2 separate regions of the Mus musculus genome follow, and region 1 is linked to region 2. Evidence: chromatin contacts called from public promoter capture Hi-C data. All regions are on one chromosome and are shown on one strand. The core of a region is the stretch at or near the end of the contact, and the rest is flanking DNA. Distances in the headings are between cores, read along the strand shown.

What was found. Promoter capture Hi-C pulls out the DNA fragments that hold promoters and counts their contacts.
Region 1: a promoter capture Hi-C map of liver shows a contact between it and region 2, with 2.6 times the contacts expected there. The contact joins the promoter of Plcg1 here to the enhancer-like site in region 2. A contact is called at or near these places in 4 of 39 promoter capture datasets (cranial neural crest, hippocampal neurons, liver and 1 more).

Annotation. Positions count from the first base shown.
Region 1 is chr2:160,728,759-160,732,859 of GRCm38.p6, forward strand. Plcg1 (phospholipase C, gamma 1) reads left to right here and starts at 2,552. Exons shown (of 34, transcript NM_021280.3): 1 at 2,552-2,586; 2 at 2,960-3,275. The coding sequence starts at 3,059. Gm52567 (a long non-coding RNA gene) reads right to left here and starts at 1,989. Exons shown (of 2, transcript XR_003954082.1): 1 at 948-1,989.
Region 2 is chr2:160,338,216-160,342,091 of GRCm38.p6, forward strand. It overlaps Gm46773 and a transcript of Gm826 not described here. Among named protein-coding and RNA genes, the nearest start is that of Gm826, 13 kb to the left of the region's middle. Within about 2 kb of position 1,481, at least 5 of the 459 cell types and tissues checked have an H3K27ac peak or open chromatin away from gene starts, as enhancers often do. A contact at or near this core is called in liver, where this site is marked.

The DNA of each region.
Region 1 (4,101 bases), core at 1,302-3,801, 390 kb after region 2:
CCATCACTGCAAAGAGAGGCCCATTGGACTTGCAAACTTTATATGCCCCAGTACAGGGGAACCCCAGGGCCAAAAAGGGGGAGTGGGTGTGTAGGGGATTGGGGGGTGGGTATGGGGGACTTTTGGGATAGCATTGAAAATGTAAACGAGGAAAATACCTAATAAAAAATAAATTAAAAAAAAGAAGAAGCTCACAATATGCTTACCACTGTTCTAAGTAGTTATTAAACGCAATATGAGATCAGGCCCACAGGCCAGAGGGGCAGCTGGGCAGTCTTTCCTTGACTCCAGGAACAGGCTTGGTATAAGCTAAGGTTGAAGCATGAGTGTTGCCTGAAATAAGCCCCAATCTGGGCTAGTCGGGGTGACGTCACAGGCAAGTGCCTTGTGTGGGGGCTAGAGCACCTCCCAGACAGCACAAATGTATATACATTACCAGTGACACCTACACATCCTTATATATGCTGAGCTGGGGGAAGCCCATACTGGCTACACCCTGTGTGTGCCCTACTTTTCCCAAACTTCCTTGGGTAGAAGGAGACACCTAAGGCCTAGGAAGCTAGGAAGAGGAAATGAGGCCCTGTTTCCCAATTATAGGCCTGGCAAACAAATTGCTGTTGGAAGAAAATCATGGAGCCCCTGGGGGTGGGGGTGGGGTCTTGTTACAGACACAAAAGCAAAAAAGGTTTGGGCTGAACACAAGGAAGCTCCCAGAAAATAGAATTTTAAAGCATACTGTAGCCTCTAGGCTGCTGGAGTTGGCACAGAAAGCTCAACAACGATTACAACATTTTAAGAGGGTGTCTCCTGAGAGAACCGGCCAGACCAGGCAGGCAGGGAAAGGCCCTGTTCAGCTCCATCTGCCCTCTCTGTCTAATCATCCTGGCTGGCCATTCCCCTCCACTGAGTAAAAACCCCAGGGCCTTTGCACATGCTGTTATTCATACCTGGAAAGTACTTTCCTCCAGCCTTCCCTTCAAAATACATATGTCCATCTCTTTACACCATTTGGCCTCTCTTGAAGTCCTACAGACATAAGACACAGCTCCTCTTACTTAATGATTGGCCAGCTAGCCAATGGCCACCAGGATTACCTCTCACCCAGTGGGCTCTCTTGTGGAACACAGACACTCAGCTTCCCACTTATTACATAGCCTGACTTCAAGTCACGGGGCTCTGAAACCTTGATTAGAAGATAATTAGGATCATGAGTTGTGCAAGCCAACCTCAAGTCCAGTTTCCGCCTACATCAGAGGCCTGTCACTAGGTGGCAGTCAGTCTATCTCAACTCCCCAGTCCCTCAGGACAAAGTTCCTCAGTGGTATACAGAATTCGGACGTTCTTGAGACCACCCTCAAGGGAAATAGCGCATCTGTCACTATTTGCCTGGCAAAGCGAAGGTGGCCCAGGTGGGTGGGTTGTCCAAACCCATACATCACAAATTCTAGTCTCAGGAATCCCAGGGGAGCTTTCCTGCAAGGGGATGTTGTGTGGGACTTCTCACCTCTGAAATGCAGATGCTGTCCAGAGCTGCAGGGTAGCTGTCCAACTAACTGTCTGCTCATCATTGGCCAGACGGCAGGATCAAGGGATGCCCTCGGGTTTACCCGTGCTGTTCAGAGAACGGCTTTTGGAAGATTGATTTTAAGTTATTTAACAGTCACAGACAGGTGTCATGTCTGGAGAATAGAGGCAAAGTCCGCGGTGAGGGATGAAGCAGGAGAGATAGGGGAAGGCAAGACAGGACTGCTGGGCCACGAAGCTGTGCTGATTTGAAGCACAGTGGGAATTCACGTACGCAATTTCAAAGGCTTTAGTGGTAAATTCTGAAGCTCAGATGCAGGCAAGACCCAAGAGGATAGTGTACACAGAGAGAAGAGGGGTCCTCAGGATCGTGCGTAGAGTGGAGAGAGCCCCAAAGGCAGGAGGGAAGAGCCTCAGTGGATTACTTAGGGATGAGGGAGAGAAGAAAAAAGGTTCTTGCAAGGTGTGGGGTCTTCCAAATTCAGGAGTTCACTGCCATATAGAGAAGGTGTAGCGGGTGAAAGGGGCCATGTGATGAGGATGGCAAGCAAGGCTGTGGCGCAGATGACGAGATGCCTGGGTCGGGAGGTCAGGGGAGACCCAGGATTGGGGTCACCTGTGTCTGCGCAGAGGGGAAGCCACCCTGCAACTGGCCCAGCACTGAGTCCAGAGGAAAATGAGGCAGAGGACAAACCAGAGCTTCGGAGACTAAGTGCAGGTAGGGCGCGGGCGGAGCGTGAGGAGGGCAGCGGACCACGCGAGAGGCCTCGAAGGCCACCGGACCCGCGTCCGAGAGTCTGAGGGCCCTGCCCACACCTGCGTGGCCCCCTCCCCAGAGGCCACACTCCAAGGCCACCCTAGAACCCGTCTGTCTGCTCAAGCCCTTGCAAAAGACGTCTGCGCAGAGGGGGCGTGGCAGGCGTGCTGTCACTCACGGCCTGTTAGCCAATCCACGAGTGCGCCCCTCCCCGGAGAGGGTGCGCGGAGGGCCCGCCCCCGCCGCCACCGCGGGTGTGAGGAGGCCAGGCTGGCGCGGCTCCCTCCGCCCGGCAGCCTTGCCAGGTAACCGGGTTCGGCGGGAGGGCTGGGGGTCGCGCAGCCCCCTCGCTCCCTGGGAGGCGTGCACACTGCCGCGGCGGGTCCCGTGTGGGCCGGAGGCCCGTGCGCGCGTCGGACCGACGGGCCGCAGCCTGTGGGCGGGGTTGCGTGCGTGACGGGCGGCCGTGCCCCGCGTTGTGTCAGGCCTGCGCGGGGAAAGCTCGGCCGAACCGAGGTGTCCAGGTCCGCCCGCTGCGGCCTGCCCCGGGTTGCGGGGCGCAGGCGCGGCGGTGGGCGGGGGTCGTCCCCAGGAGCGTCTTTGTTCCCGGCGCGCTGAGGGCGGAGCCTCACCCCGCCCCGCCCCCGCGCTCAGTCCCCGCCCCGCGTCCGCCCGCAGGAGCTGCCACCGGGTCCCGCTCGCCTCCCCGGCCGCCGCCACCGCCTCCGCCTCCGCCGCTCCGGGCCCGCCGGCTTGCGTCGCCGAGGTCGCTGCAGCATGGCGGGCGTCGCGACCCCCTGCGCCAACGGCTGCGGGCCTGGCGCACCCTCCGAAGCCGAGGTGCTGCACCTCTGCCGCAGCCTCGAGGTGGGCACCGTCATGACTTTGTTCTACTCCAAGAAGTCGCAGCGGCCAGAACGGAAGACCTTCCAGGTCAAGTTGGAGACGCGCCAGATCACATGGAGCCGCGGCGCGGACAAAATCGAGGGGTCCAGTAAGTGCGCCCCACTCCGGCCTGCCTCGCGCCTGCCCGCCTCCCAAACACTTGGGCAAACTTTCGGGCCTCGCGCCTGGCGCCCCGTCTCCGCCCAGTCCCTGGTGGTCACTCTGGGGCGGGTGGAGGGGGGCATCCGGGTCTTGGATCACCTGATAGGACACCCCCTCCCCCAGTAGGGGGGGAGTGTTCCAGGCACTTTGCCCTGAGGCCTAAGAGTCCTCACTGGTTGGACAAGTGGAGTGGGATTCCGGCCCTTAGCATCGGGCGGCTGTCAGTGGCTGTGAGGGGAAGCCAAGACAGGGACCCCCTCATCCAACCTGAGAACCTGGGGAACCGACAAGATCTTCCTGCCCACTGCCATTTCTCCAGAGTGTGCTGTCTGTGAAAACTCCTAAGAGCTCCGGGATGGGCTTATTGGCGCAAGAACCTTTGGAATCCTCATGTAGAACTTAGGCAGATGTTGGGGTAGGGCTGGTTGTGGAGCAGAGCGGGCCTACTCATCTCCCTCTTCTTTGGGAGGATGGGGTATGAAAGCTAAAACCGTGACTGCTTCCCCCTCCCCATGTCCCGTGGATGGTTTTTTTTTTTTTTTTTTTTTTTGCCCCAGATCTGAATTTTGGAGGTCCATGGTGCTAGGCAGCCATCCAAAGCTAGAGCCAGGGCTCCTTTGCCCTTGCAGCATATAACAAGGAGCTTGCATTCAGAAAGGTTCCCTGGCCTTGGGTTTTGAGGTCCAGCCCTTTGTGTTGGATGTTCTCGTGACCACAGGGTAGCCCAGAGTTGCTCCTCTGGTTTCCTGTCGTAGCCTTCCCAGACCTGAGTG
Region 2 (3,876 bases), core at 231-2,730:
TGGTTTTGAGACCCTACACAGGATCTTCAAAGTCTTTTTCCTTCCCTCTCCTGGAGGGAGTCTAATGTCCGAACTGAATGAGAACTCAACACCAAGACATTTGAGCCACACGGAACAGGATGTGCCTCACTAACCCCTTGGGACCCTTTGCTTCAGTGCAAACAGTTGGGGGCCGCATCAGTATTCTTGAGGTGATCACACCAGGAGGGGCTGGTCAACTCACTCTGTTTATCTGAGGTTCTGTGTCTGTCTGTAAAGTGGAATCAATGCAAGGACCTACCTCAAAAAGATACTGGTGTGATCAAATGAGATTATACATGAAAATGGTACAGTTCTTAAGCATTAGGTCACATTAGGAGGCAGCTAAGAGCTTGCTTCTGCCTTATTCGTGTGCTGATTCTTCCTGCGATCTTCTCAAGTCAGAAAGCTGTCAGATTTTAACTGAATCTGTATAAATAACTAAGAACAGATCAGGAGATCTGTGGCCCACCACACACTGCTCCAGAAGCATATTCGTCACCCAGCTGCCTCCCTCCACCTCCCTTGCCCCCTGGACACATATGCCCCCAGGACTGATAATAGGGTTCTCTCTGTGTCTCCGGGTCCTTAACTTAGCAACTAACGCAAGGACATAAACTGGATCCCTTTTGGTCGTGGCTGGCCTAAATCCAGGAAGACCGTTTGAGAGCCATTTATTCCGACTCTCCCTACATGGAGGAGCCTAGATGAGCACAATAGGAAGCCATCACTGGGCTCTCACCAGGCTGCAAGCTTCTCCAGTAGCTCACTAACTCACTACAGTATCAGGCCATCAATGGGTGAGTTTCAAGTGGGTCGGTCCAAGTGACTTGCCCAAGAGCCCATGGATACAGTCATAAAATTAGGATTTGAACCCTGGACTGTGAAACACCAAACCTCTTCCCTTTTTGCAAAGCTAATTGGAATGTTCGTAACAGAGGTGAAAAACTGAATGGGAAATAGGTTTGTTCATCCGGTTTTTTTTTTTTTTGAATGATCGTATGCCAACCTGATGCCAGAGATCTACCATGCATAAATTATCCATAGCAGTTTGACAAGAGTTTCCTTGAGATTTGGGGTCTGTGGTCCTTCTCCTTAAGCTGGAAACCTCAGATCACCAGAATACAGAAGTGAGGCTCCATTGCCATACGACCGACCTCCACGTTACAGCATAGAGCACTTGGAAGCATAAGCTGCCACTCAGAAACCCTAACCCCCCACTACCCTGAAACCACTTGAGGCCATGTGTGCTGCTTCAGATGATAATCCTGCAACCTCAGCCTTGAGCCACAACAGCCTGGATCCCAGACACGGGAGCAAAGAAGCGTCTTGAAGAGGATCCCCATTCCCAGAACTGTAGTCATCCCAGCTGAGCTGCTCAAATATTACAAAGCAGAAAGGAGCTGTCCCCTGGTGTCCTTCACTTGTCCCTGCCCTCAGAGTCTGTGAGCAAAGTGTAAGGGATGCTGTCTGACAACAGCAAGCTGTGGGAGGTGTGTTGGGCAGCGGCACCCACGTCACCAGGACACCTTCTTACGACACAGGCTCTTATTTCCCAATGCTTTGGACTTGACCGTGGAAATGCACATGGAGTCCAAAGTCAAAGCTCTCATGGACCATTGGAAAGTTCTCATTTGGCCCAGGTCATTGGCTGCAGAGTTGGTGAAGGCATGAACCATTGGCAGCCATTCGTCCTTCCTCAGGAGTTATTGTATTGCTGCTATATCTGTCTGTGCCTGTCCTAGTGCTAGGGACAGGGTGACAGGCAGGCTTTGCCCTTAGCATTTGGTCCTGCAGAACAGATGGACATCAGACCAAACATTTTAAGTGAAAAATGGAAACCCACACCTAAGGAGCAGCAAATTATACTCAGTACATGAGCAGGGTAGACCTAAGATGCTCTGAGTCTGTGTGCATCTGACATGGATGATAGCAGAGGCAGAAGACTGCCAGCAAAGAGAATAGCCTGGGAGAGGTTCAGTCAAGAGACCTGAGAGGTTTTCTAGGGCGTATCAGGTGGACAGTGTGACTAGAGAAAAGCCCCAGGGCAGGGGTGGGGCTGGAGGACCCTGGGAAGGAGCCGAGCATGTCCCACCATGTGACTTCCTCCAGCACAAAGTCCCAATCTGTGACCTGTGGACTTTTCTTCCCTCCTTCCCGAGAGCTGTGACCTGTGGGTCCCCTCTCGTTCCTGGAGCTCTTGGTGGCTTCCCCACTCTGATGCTCCCTTCTCTGTTTCTGGGCCACCACCCCTTGCCCAGTCATTACTATAACAGGACTTTCCCTTCTCACAAGACAGTAACACTTCCCAGATGCCTATACACTACTTGGATGGCCCCAGGATATTAAGTGAAAACCCAAGGTTATAATATGTTTGTGTTTGATCTTTTAAAAAAAAAAAAACCGAATTGCAATTGTCCTACTTAATTTTAAGCCATGTCCTTTTGGGAAGTCTCAAGCTTTAACATAAAGCACACCCACTGTTTTCTGAGGCTTGGCACTCCAAAGTTTTATGAAATTATTAATAATTTCAAACAGGCTATTTGAATTCTAACATAGCCTTCCACCTGCCCTTCAGAGACCTCCTCACTCTTTCTCTTATTGAGTTTAAGACCTGGGCCGTACTAGGTCATTTTTGTCCTAGAGTTCTGAGCCCCCCCATCTCATCGCTTCAAAGCTCCACATGAAACTGGGTAAAGTATGTCATGTCTGGGCCTCAGCCACCTTGGGTTAGATACTGAGCACTCTACCCTAAGGCTATGCTGTGTTTGGGGGATTCTGGAACTCCTCACTATGCTATAGCTGGCCCACACAGAAGGGAAGGCTGACCATGGGTAATAGAACAGCCTGTGCAGTCAAGCCAGGCCACATCTGACCACACCATATTGATGTACGTGCTGTGTGTGTGTGCACCTGTGCAAAAGAAAACAGACACAAAGACCCCCTCTACCAGCCTCAGTAGCAGCTGACAGTGACTTCCATCTCCCCTGTGTCTAAGGGAAGAGACCAGAAACCTCCCAAGGCCCCAGACGAAGATCATAGTTCACAGAAGAAGCTGAGGACAGGGCAAAGTCTAGCAAGCACCTAGCAAACACCTAGCAAGCACCTAGCAAGCACCAGGGGCCTCCCAGTACCTCATGACTTAATCGGCTCCCAAGGAAATCAGAGCAAAGGAATTCAAGGCTCTGGAAGGCAGTGGGCATGCCTACAGGGAATCTGTGAGAAGCAGGTGCCACTCTGCCTTTTCTCTCCATTTAATTCCCAGGGATTGGAACATAGAATCAGATGTACAGTAACACTCTGTTGAATATGTGATTAAGTGAATGAATGAATGAATGAATGAATAGTCAAAAAAAAAAAAACTGTATCCCAGATCTAATGACTCCAAAGTCTAGAAGGCCCTTGTTTTGCAGATATGTAAGGACTAGACCAAAGAGGGCTGGAGAAATGGCCCAACAGCTAAGAGCACTGGCTATTCTTCCAGAGGACCCACGTTCAATTCAAAGCACCTACATAAAAGCTCACAATTGCCTATAACTCCAGTTCCAGGGAATCCAGCATCTTCTTCTGGCCTCCATGGGTACCTGTATGCACAGGTACAACTCGTGCATGCATACACACACACACACACACACACACACACACACACACACACACACGAGCGTGTGCACACACACACACACACATACTTGCACACAATAATTTTTTAAGGTGGACCAAATGAACATACAGCAGCAAGGAAGCAGAGACTACAACAGCCTCAAGCCCTACTCTAAGGATGCAGAGACTACATTCTCAGGTCCTACTAAGAACAAAGATAGGAAAAATGAGCAGACAATATTTGACAGAGGTTTTGAA